Linked DNA regions of Mus musculus: regions 1 and 2 are each linked to region 3. Evidence: chromatin contacts called from public promoter capture Hi-C data. All regions are on one chromosome and are shown on one strand. The core of a region is the stretch at or near the end of the contact, and the rest is flanking DNA. Distances in the headings are between cores, read along the strand shown.

The links. Promoter capture Hi-C pulls out the DNA fragments that hold promoters and counts their contacts.
Region 1: a contact with region 3 is called in a promoter capture Hi-C map of frontonasal cranial neural crest. The contact joins the enhancer-like site here to the promoter of Afap1l2 in region 3. A contact is called at or near these places in 2 of 39 promoter capture datasets (cranial neural crest and frontonasal cranial neural crest), 3 of 484 Hi-C or Micro-C datasets (the HL-1 cell line, reprogramming fibroblasts and uterus), 3 of 115 datasets of contacts at active chromatin or transcription factors (astrocytes, embryonic forebrain and stem cell-derived neural progenitor cells) and 1 of 9 other capture datasets (embryonic stem cells).
Region 2: a promoter capture Hi-C map of liver shows a contact between it and region 3, with 2.5 times the contacts expected there. The contact joins the promoter of Plekhs1 here to the promoter of Afap1l2 in region 3. A contact is called at or near these places in 2 of 39 promoter capture datasets (cranial neural crest and liver), 2 of 115 datasets of contacts at active chromatin or transcription factors (embryonic stem cells and regulatory T cells) and 1 of 9 other capture datasets (embryonic stem cells).

The regions. Positions count from the first base shown.
Region 1 is chr19:56,431,437-56,435,414 of GRCm38.p6, forward strand. It overlaps Casp7 (caspase 7), which reads left to right. Exons shown (of 7, transcript NM_007611.2): 3 at 1,806-1,942; 4 at 2,366-2,494. Among named protein-coding and RNA genes, the nearest start is that of Gm46657, 22 kb to the right of the region's middle. Within about 2 kb of position 1,410, at least 7 of the 459 cell types and tissues checked have an H3K27ac peak or open chromatin away from gene starts, as enhancers often do. A contact at or near this core is called in uterus, where this site is marked.
Region 2 is chr19:56,459,825-56,463,435 of GRCm38.p6, forward strand. Plekhs1 (pleckstrin homology domain containing, family S member 1) reads left to right here and starts at 1,813. Exons shown (of 13, transcript NM_001164263.1): 1 at 1,813-1,873.
Region 3 is chr19:57,007,205-57,010,737 of GRCm38.p6, forward strand. It overlaps Afap1l2 (actin filament associated protein 1-like 2), which reads right to left and starts at 1,371. Exons shown (of 19, transcript NM_001177797.1): 1 at 947-1,371. The coding sequence starts at 962.

The DNA.
Region 1 (3,978 bases), core at 160-2,659, 580 kb before region 3:
TAGGGCTTTTAAAATTACATTTAAAATATAAGGGGGGGGGTAATTGGGGAGCTGTTGGGGGAGGGGCACGTGTGCGTAGATGCCGTGGCATGTGTGTGAAGATCAGAAGGCATCTTGCTAGAGTCACTTTTCTCCTTGCACCACGTGGAGTCCGGGGATGAAACTCAGGTCACGCTGCTGAGCCACCTGGCTAGCCCATCACCATAGGATTCTCTCCACAGAAGGTGGAAGTTGAATTGTGCCTCTTAAAGGGAATTCCTGAGTAAAGTGTTCTCCAGCCTGTGGGCCATCCTGCCACCCGCACAGTCCCAGGATAGCCTTTAGGTAGCTGTATGGTGCAGGAATTATGCCCTAAAATGAAGTTGAAGCACTAGGTTTCCCTCCTGCCTCTCGTTTTCTCTCATTTTCTTCACATCCCGGCTCTTACCAAGGCCTCTCACAGAGAGCACCAGCTAAAGCCAGTCTAGAGCTGCCTTGGTCGAGAGTTACAGGGTGAGGAACCTGTTCATGAAAGGTCTGGGATTGTGCACCAGCTTCTCCAATTTAAGTTGAGAGAGGTGAGGGAGCCCTGCCCTGGATTTCAGTATCAAAGGCAGTGTTTGTTCAAACAAGGTGCTATGTAGAAGAAGCACACACCAGGAGGCTGACTCCCAGAGAATCACATCCCAGCCAGATCTGAACTGTGCCCTTGGCCTTGGGCGTTCTCCCTGATCCTATGAAGCCCCTGTGTGCCTTTGCTTAATAGTACCATAGTTGTTTGGAGGATGGGGAAAAGTTAATGTTAATGCCATTGAAATATTCATCCATACAGAATGTATGTATACCTGGGAATTTTTACCCACCTGTGTCTGTAACCATCACCAATCCATACAAAACATACAGGGGCGGGAGAGATGGCGACTGAGTGGGTAAAGAGCTTGCTTGCAAGCCTAAGGACATGGGCTCTGGTCCTAGTACCCACATAAAAGTGAGACATTGCAGCAAGCGCCTGCAACCCAGGCACTGGTTGGCAGTTGAGAGGGTGAATCAGGGCGGCTCACTGGCAGGCCTGGCTAGCTTAAGCAGTGAGCTCCGTGTTCACAGAGAGAGCCTGTCTTTTTTAAAAGATGAAAATTAATACAGAAGACTTCTGATGTTGATGGTGTCCGTGGGTACACGCGGGTGAGCACACTTATACACGTGCACGCACACATTGTGTGCACCACATTACATACACACACCACATTTTTTTAATAAAGGAAAAAGAAATGGGGTTGGCTTTCCTCTGGCTTCTACTGTGAGGTGCTTAAGTGTGCGTGAAGTCTTTTGTTTATCGGCTCTTTGCTGTGTTCCGTCTGTGATGTTCACTCATGTGCTGCGTGCTGTCTCGGCTCATTCTCGGCCTGTTTTACCTGTTACGTGAATATTCCTCGGTTCAGCTACTTACATAAACAGAACTGCAGGCTATTTCCTGTCTGGGACAAGGTGAACAGTGTAACCCTGTCTTTTAGTAAACCTTTGCCTGACCCAAGGTTTGTGTTTGTGTAAGCTTAGTGTGTGTCCTGCCGGCCTTACCCAGTGGACCCCCACCATCCCTACAAGGGCCTGGCAGACTCCATTTCTCTCAGTGTGGCCACTCTGGGACGCACACTGCACCAGCATAATTGTGACTGTGATTTGCATTTCTTGACGTCTACTGAAATTGACCCTGGAGCCTTGTTCCATTTAAACATGACAGTGAAACAGAACCATCTGTCCACCTTGGGTCTTCAACACGGCTGCCCAGACTGCTTCCACAGCCTCTAACTGACTTTCTGTAACCCAAGGAAGAAGAAGAGAAATGCCTCTGCGGGCCCCGTCAGGACCGGCCGGGACCGAGTGCCCACTTATCTGTACCGCATGGATTTCCAGAAGATGGGTAAATGCATCATCATAAACAACAAGAACTTCGACAAAGCGACAGGTGGGTGAGGGGCCGGGCCAAGCCCTCCTGACCCTCCCACGTCCTCCGCACTTTACCAGACATTCGTCAGAGGGCGGCAGTGCCAGCGGCTCTCCATGAGAGAATTTTCAGTCTGAGGTCCCGCTATGTACTGTAGGAGCCTGCCTTAGTTGCTTTCCTGTTGCTGGGATAAAATGGCCTTTTTTTTTTTTTTCCCTTGGGTGGTTCTAGACCGTGTGACATTGACAGCCAGACCTGGCTATCCCAAGACCATGAAGAAGCTCACCTTGAGTGGAGGCTGGGTCCTTTGGAGTTTGCCTCTGGTCTCACGTGTGTGGTTGAGCTGAGAAGTGTTGTTTCTGCTTCAGGGAGTGTTGCTGGAGCCCACACGGCACCTGATCTGACTAGAGCCTGTTCACCCCACTCCTTGCCTTACCCCCACAGGTATGGACGTCCGGAATGGGACGGACAAAGATGCAGGGGCCCTCTTCAAGTGCTTCCAAAACCTGGGTTTTGAAGTAACCGTCCACAATGACTGCTCTTGTGCAAAGATGCAAGATCTGCTTAGAAAAGGTGAGTGTGAGCTGTGCTTGGTGAGTGTGAGCTGTGCCTGTCTGTCCCACCCCAGGCACCTAGAGGAACAGAGCCTAGGCTATAGAATGTTGGCCATAGACAGACTACATTGTAATTGTGTGGATGGACTTTGGACAGGGTAAGAGAGAGGCTGGAGAGTAAATTAGGGACCAGACGAGACTCCAAGAGCTATGCCCACCTCCCGGAGAGATGTGTTTACTGTATACCGGGCCTGTCCAACCTTTGAACATAGTGACAATTCATTGACATCTGCCGAGTTCATGCGCATGCACCAGGTAGAGTTACAAAGTCAGTTACAAAGAATTAGGTAAGTTTCCCACTTTGTATTGAGCCTGAGTCCATAGCTGTCCTGTGGCACAGGCTGCCCACAACCGTGAGTTGGATGTGCCTTAAAGGATGCCACTGGGGTACTCTCACACCTGGGGCACGTGCCTGAAAGTAGAATCCTACCTGCTCGTTAGACGGGACCTACACATAGCAGGGGACAACTTTCTTTAACTACAGGTCTGAAAGAGGAAGATTTTATGTGCCTTTCTTCCTTTTAATTGACTTCTCGGGGCCCAAGAGATGGCTCACTGATTAAGAGTGCACACTGCTTGTGCAGAGGCCCGAGTTCGCTCCTCAGCACCCATATTAGATGGCTCACAGCCACCCATAACGCCAGCTCCAGAAGATCAGATGCCCTCTTCTGGCTTCTGCAGGTACCTGAAAACACACACACACACACACACACACACACACACACACACACACACAGAGTTAAATATTAATATAAGTCACATAAAGTGCCTGTATGAGTGCCAGCACACAGGAGGTATGCCTGAAATGGCTGTTTATGGTATCAGCTGGTAGGTTGGTCCCTGTCACAGGCATATAAACAACCTGGTCAGGCCAGTCAGCTGTGTTCCTCTCCTAATCCCTGTACTGACAGCCGTCTGATACTCTTTCCTGTTAACTTTCTAGTTTACATGCAGGGTGATAGGTTTCACATCTGTACGCCATTGTGCTTGTTCTCATGACCCCCACTCTTCTGCTCGGTCCCCTGCCCCTCTCAGCTGCCTTCACTCCTTTTGTATCAGATGGGTCCCACCCCCACCCCCATTTATGTCTCTGCTCCCCTCTCAAGTTCTGTAACCAACGTGCACACACTTACACGAGTACACACATACAGGCTTGCAGACTTCTAAAACTAGCATCCACACACAAGAGGAAACTTGGGTCTTTGTGTCTGAACTAGCTAGTTTCCCTTAACATACAATTTCCCGGTTCTGTCCCTTTCCCTGGCAATGTCATGATTGCAGTTTTCTTCATGGCTCCACAAAGCTCCATTGTGTGTTTCCCTGGCAATGTCATGATTGCCGTTTTCTTCATGACTCCACAAAGCTCCATTGTGTGTATGGACACTCTTCCTGTATCTACTTTCGATTGATGGCACGTTCTAGCCCCTGGCTACTGTGACCCAT
Region 2 (3,611 bases), core at 563-3,062, 550 kb before region 3:
TGTTGGTAATGATTAATAAGGAAAAACACCACACTTCTGTCTTCTGGCATGTTTCCGGCTATCTCACAAGGTTAGTATTTGATGCCAGAGGCAGATTTCATTTTCATTTTCTACATTGCATCTATAGTACAAGTAGCTTTTCTTAGGTACTTATGGGATATACTAAGCAACTTCCCAGAAAAAAAATACTATTACTGGAGAATAAGAACAAATGTGGGAACATGGTGGGATAGGTAGATGGACAAGCAGACAGACAGAAGATGGAAAGATCATGGGTCTGTCATCTGTTTTATTGTTTTAAAGGAATAAAAATCATAAAGTAATTTCCTCTTCCTCTGTTGGTTAGGAATTGTTACCACAGTGACAGGCTATCCATAGCTCTGCAGTTCACAGTGGAGACCAGCACAGCTGTTGAAGAACTACTTAAGACACTAACTAGTAACATCTGCACAAAGACCGGCTGTGAAGCCACAGAGAGTTTCCAGGTCTAAGGTATTGACTGTATATCAGGAAATATATTTCAAGAAATGGTTTCTCCTAAAACAAACAAAGCAAGTTCTGTGCAGCAGGGGGACAAATTGATTCTGCATGACTGGAGCCCAGAAGAGTTGCCAAAAGGAGAACCAACAAGGCCTGCCTCCTCTGTGTGGTGCAGAAGTAAACAATGGAGGAAGAGCCCTTGCCAAAGGCTAACCAGTACTGTGTACTCCGCTTTTCATGGGGAGCCTTATGCTTTAGGGAAGGTTCTGTAAAGTCAGGATTATCCATCCAAAGGTGGGCATAGTGGCACACTCCTGTAATCCCAGGACTCAGTAGGCTGAGACCGGGAACGCTGTGAGTTCAAGACCAGCCTTGTCTACCAAATAAGTTCTAGGCTAACCTCAGAAACAAAGAGACTTTGTTTCAAAGAAAAAAGAAAGAAGAGAGAGACAGAGACAGAGAGATAGATAGAGACAGAGACAGAGAGAGACAGAGAATTATCCATCCTATTATGCTGATGACTAATGATATCAAAGTCTGAAAGACTACAATGTTAATGAATATGTGGCAAAGCTGATAGAAGCTGAGCTACCTCAGCACTAGGAACAAAGGTAAAAGACTATGTCCTTTTGTTTCTAGAGGTAACAAGATGTAACAATGTAACAGTGATGTAACTCATTAGCACTCTGCCATCTCGTCTACCTATAATATGAGTTTAAAAATACACGCAAACCCCTTAGCTGGCCAATACTACTGCACTGGTCAAATGGCAACTGTTTGTGTATGTTTCTTGCTTTGAAGGGGCCATGTGCTGGACAGCATGCCTAGTCCCTCCCTCCACCAAAGAAACTGCTCCATCATGAATGAATTTGCCAATATTCCTGGAAGCTACTCGAAGGAATGAATGTATTAGAGAAGCCGGGCTTTTGTTTCCTAGTTGGGTACAAAGCAATTCTTCCTAAGGAAGATGTGTTGGTGAGATATGGCTGGGTGGGAAGCAGAGAATTGTTTCAGTGGTAGTCACTGCAGAAGGTCAAGGCTAGGTTAGCATTGTCCTCAATAAGAGTCATTGTTCCTATGGTCCAAAGTCTTGCAGGAATTTTTAAATTTTATTTGCTTTTTTTTTTTTTTTTAAACCAGTTACCTGGAACATCAGGTGTAATGCTGTGCCAAGCCACAAGAAGAATGAAAGCCCAGGACTTCCCCTTAGGCCCCAGTTTCCATTTGTATTGGGGACAAAAGTAAAATCTTCCCAAGGCATGTTGAGAACTTCCTGCTGGTTCACATTTCAAACAGAGCCGGTACTTAATCCACCCTCACACCAGAGCTCACAGTAAGCAGGAGGAGCTCTGGAGCCACACGGTGCAGGTGCAGAGAACTACCTGGTGACCTGGTAAGTACTCGCGGACTGTGACAGAGAGTCTGGAGTCCCAAGGTTGTGGTGATCCGGGAGCTTGTTAACGATTGAGCAATTGCCAATTGGGAAACTGGAAATTTTCCAATTGAGCAGTCTTGCTATTTTAGGCTTTTTCTTTCTAATCTTCTAAGGCTGTAGAACCAGAGGGAAATGGGACCGACCTCTTGGCATCAGACCTATGAACTTCCAACTGGCATGACAATAACAGGCCAGGGTACAAATGTGAGCTCTTCCAGAGTGAGATGGAAGAGCTAAACAGATGGGGAAGGGGGGGCATGGGGCGTGTCTGCTTATTCGGGGCCAGTGACAAGAACTATAAGAAAAACTGGAAAGAGATCGCATCCTCTGTTCCCTGTCTGTCTGTCTGCCTGCCTGCCTGACTGTCTGTCTGTCTGTCATCCATCTGTCATCTCTGTCTGCCTGCCTACCTGTCTGTCTGTCAGTCATCCACCCATCATGTCTGTCTGTCTGTCTGTCTGTCTGTTTTTGAGACAGGGTCTCACAAAGGAGCCCCGGCTGGCCTAGAACTCACAGATATCTTCTAGCCCCTACCCATCAAGTGCTGGGATTAAAGCCATGTACCACTATGCCACACACATTCTCCTTTGTTGAACGGGCAGGAAGTACCACTATCCTGAAAAAGACTGACTTTCAAGTTAGAATCTGGTTCGTGTTCTGAATCCTTAATTCTGTAGAGACTAGTTGCTTAATCTCTCTAATGGCTGTTTCCTTGTCTGTGACTGGATGGTACAGAATTGTAAAAATAATTTAAACTCTAGGTGCACGGCAGGATGTAGTATGCATACCATAAATGCTAGCTATTATTGACCCTCAAATATTATTTGAGACAGAGAGGACCTGGTAACCAGCATTCTCGGGAACAGAAAAGTAGTCCCCATAGGCAACACTGGAGTCCTTTGTGGGCATCATGAGGCTAGAGCTGCCCCCAAAGCACACTTTACCAGGCTTAGTGCGCTAGGAAAGTGGTGCCATTGGAAGGATCCGTGTGCATCCATGTGGAGCCCTGTGTGTTCTGCCTGGGGAGCTAGATACACTTCACCTTGCTCTTTCTCTCTCACGTGCAGGTCTCCATTTGTGAAATAAGCCCCTTCAGTACAGGCTAGTTCTGAGACCCAAAAGTCACAGCGTATTACACAGCTGTGTAAATACCATTGGTGGTGCTCAGGGTCAGGCGTGCCTACAGTCTCCTTGGCACCAGTCAGAGCTCTGGTGCTGGGGAAGGATCAAGCAGAGTTTCTGTACAAACTGTAAAGCAGCAGATGTTCTCAAACCGGTGCTATCAGGAAGATTTTAGCCCTCCCCTAACAAACTATAAAGGCTTTAAAAACAGTTAAGTATTTTATCAGGAACTTCCTTTTTTTTTTTTTTAACAAAGAACAGTCTTATGTGGGTTCTCTGCACCATTACATGCTGGGCTAAATGCTGTATACATGGATGCCCAAGTCTCACATGTGCAGAGACCAGACAAAAGGGGATGCTGAAAAGCACCCCTTCCTAATTACTTCTCTAGGCAATGGCACTCTCACATTGAAAAGAAGTCCAGGAAAACTCACGGGAGTCATCAAATAGCTCTGGCATGGTTCTCACAAGCCAGCCAAGGAGAGGAATGAATGGGCTGATGCTAACTAAAGGCACAGGTCAGCAGGGGAGTGCTCACACCAGGCACAGGTCAGCAGGGGAGTGTTCACACCAG
Region 3 (3,533 bases), core at 121-2,620:
TTCCTTGGCAACCTGAGCGTTTGCCTTATTACCCTCCCATGGGAAAATAAGTGCAGAGGCAGAATTTCCCCTTGCAGGCTTAACTTAGACAACCCCTAAAAAGAGCGAGTACAAGACCCTTTTCCCAGAGGGAGGCATGTAGGGGCGCACCGACGCATCTGCCTCAGGGGCAGCACCTTGAACCCCCTTTTCAAAGGACCTACTATCTGAGGTTTCTGGATTCCAGCCCTGGGGCTCCAAAACCCTTCGGGCATATCCGGACCGGCCCTCCCACCATGGTTTGGCCAAGATCCCTGGCCAGAGCCAAATCCAAGCTCGCTCAGCTGCCAGGACGCCTACGGGCGCTCCACCTGCTGGGCAGTCCACTGGGCTCCTAACTCACACCCCCCCCACGCAGCTTTGGGGTGCAGGATCCGCAAAGGGCATGGCGAGGCAGGTTACAAAGTGGTAGAGAGACGGACCTTGTCAAGAACAGAATAGCACGCCACCCCACCACATTAGGAGTTTTTTCTGCTACCGGACAAGACTTTTCCGGGAATCTGCAAGAAGCCCCTCAACAAGGCAGCATCCATAGAAAGAGCCCTACAACTCGCCCCTTTGCCCCCAGCAGCCCCTTACTGTTGAGACCTTACTAGGGCCCCCCTCGACTGTAGACATCTTTTCCCCAAGGCAAACTGAAACTGGGGGTGACGGGATGGCTCAGGACACACCCTCGGTTCTCCAACAGGTGAGAAGCCTCACTTTGACCTCCAAGCAGAGACCTCTGCCCCAGGGGCCCAGGAGTATCAAATAGCACGGACGGCATTCTACGCCCAGAAGCCCACCGCCCTGTTCGTGACTCCTCGGTCGCCCTCTCTAGGGCTGCGGTCCCTTGGGCGTAGACTGTCCGTTCTGGACACCTGAGTCCGGGATACCCGGAGCAAGTAGGTGCGCCCTGCGCCCTCACCTTTGTAGCGCTCCATCCCGGGCACGGTGTGCGCTGCTATCGGCTCCGCGCTGAGTTCTCCGCGCTGGACTCCGCGCTGGGCTCCGCGCCCCCGCTGAGCGCTGGCCCCTCCCAGTGAAGTCACGCTCGCCGCCCGACCTCCCGGAGTGGCCGCCGCGCCCCTAGCCCTCCGATCCTGACTCCACCCGAGCCGCCCTGGACCCCGCCAGGGATCTCCACAGCCGGTCAGGACAATCAGCGCTCTGGTCCTCACGCACCCCGCACTGGGCTCCCCGTCCCGAACGCAGATCACTTCCTCCAAGTTGGCCCGAGGGCGGCGGCGCGAAAGAAAGAGCCTGGGACGTCCTCAAAGCCCGGGGAAGACTCCGGGAACAGCGAGCTCCCGTAGGTCTCCACCAAGATCTGTTTTCTCCAGTGTTGAGACTGCGAACCCAATGCCGGGAGGAGGAGACTGAGGGCCAGCGGGGAGGTGGAGACGGACCTAGAGCGCCTCCTGCTTGATCCATCAAGCCAGTGCGCCCACATCCTGGGCCCTCCTGGATTAGCTCCTTGAATTTAGAAGCCGCTGGGGGCCGGCTTTCAGTCCACCTTGCCTGGCACCTGTACATCGTGCACACTTTAGAGCACAGGAAATGACCTCCTTGTAGCCTGCTGCCTGAGCCCAGATTTTATGGGCGTCTTAGCCTAGGCTTTCCTGAGGAGGATTACAGTGTCTGGAGCCTCCTCAGCAAGCCTGGTCTTCAAGAAAAGATGGCACCTGTCCGAGGTTATTTTCACCTCGGAACACATTTAATCCTTTTCTTTTGATTCCCTCCAATCCTTCCAAATTCCTAAATCCTCTCCAAAGATTATGGGGTTTTTGTTTGTTTTGTTTGTTTGTTTTTGGTTTTTCGAGACAGGGTTTCTCTGTATAGCCCTGGTTGTCCTGGAACTCACTTTGTAGACCAGGCTGGCCTCGAACTCAGAAATCCGCCTGCCTCTGCCTCCCAAGTGCTGCGATTAAAGGCGTGCGCCGCCACGCCCGGCTACGTTTTCTTTTAAACTTTCGGATTTCACTTTTTAAACCATGCTTGGACTCTCGACAAAGGCCCGGAATATACACTTAGGGAAGGTTTGTTGTTTTCCGAGAGCCCCCTTCATGCTTCCTTGGAGCAGCAGAGTCAGCTTTGATCTCTGCAGATCTTCCGCCCAGCGATCTGCACAAACACTTTTCCTAGTTAGAGCAGCAGCTCACGTGAACAGAGCCCTCCTAGCCAGCCAGGAGCCTCGCTCAGGGCTGCAAAACCCCAGCCTTTCAGTTTGCCCATTCACCCTGAGGTAGCAGGTCGCTGTCTGTCTCCTGTAGTATAAACAAGTTTAGGGGGAAGGGGGTGGACAAAGTCACATGGGAGGAGCCCTAGGGATGCCTACTTCCAAGTCTTATGTGTGTAGGTCAGAGACCTCCACATGCCACATGCACATGAACACACATGCAAGTACACACACACACACACACACACACACACACACACACACACACACACAGTTGGCAGCAAGAATGGGCATCTCCCAAGAGAATCAGGGTAGGAAGAGGTATTCCGCTGGCCTCCTGTACAGTAGCCCTCAAACAGTCGAGCAGCTGTGTTTCTGCCTTAGTGTTCTCATTCCTACCCCTTTCTTCCTCTTGCAAATGGCCCAGCAGGGCACACACCCTCCGTTCTGTGGTGGTTCCAGACTACTCTCAGTGGAGCCCTGGGTTTTCTTTGAAATGCTCAGTATTGGAAAAGAAGCCTCAAGTCTGTGGTCACTGGTCACTTTTGGCCAGACTCCTGCCCTGCCTGCTGAAGCTGAGTGAGCAGGTCAGGCCCCACTCAGCAGGGCTTCCGAGCTAACCTTCACACTGAAGGCTGAAGAAAGCTTGGCCCTGGCTGACACCCCTAGGGTTAAAGGGTCTCCACTCTACAAACGAGCACACAAAGAAGTGAGACTTGTGTAATTTTACAGAGTCAGGACACAAACCAGGCAGAGCCCAGGTTTCCTGACTCCAAATCCTACTTCCCTCACAGCCTTTACCTCAGGCTTTCCTGTGACATTAACTGGGCAGTGCTGTTCCCCCAAATCCTCTGACACCTGTTTCTGCCCTTCAAGAAAGCATGGCACCCCCTTCTAGGCCAGCAAGGCTCTCGTCCGTGTCTTGCCAAGTTCATTAACCCTTCCTTGTCTCCAAACTGGTTATAGCTTCCCTGAATCCTCTCCAGACATACAAAATATTAAAAATGCAGTTCAAGTCGATCTAAACCTGCAATTCACAACCCTTTTCCAGAACAAAACTGAAATGGCAGAACTACCAAGAGGAACTCCAGGCAGCCAGCCCTCCCTGTGGTCTCCTGGGTGTTGTTGAACCTCTCTGCCCTTGGCAACTTTGTAACTTTCACAAAGGAAAGGCACTGAGTTTCTGTCAGACACCTGGAACCAAGAACAGTGCTGAATCCTATATCAAACACCATTGATATTTAGTGTGCTAACCAAGCCAGCCACAGAGAAAAGCTTATACTCCACGGACATGGTGAAGAGAGAGGACAATACAGGGCCTGAGCGGGACAGAGTC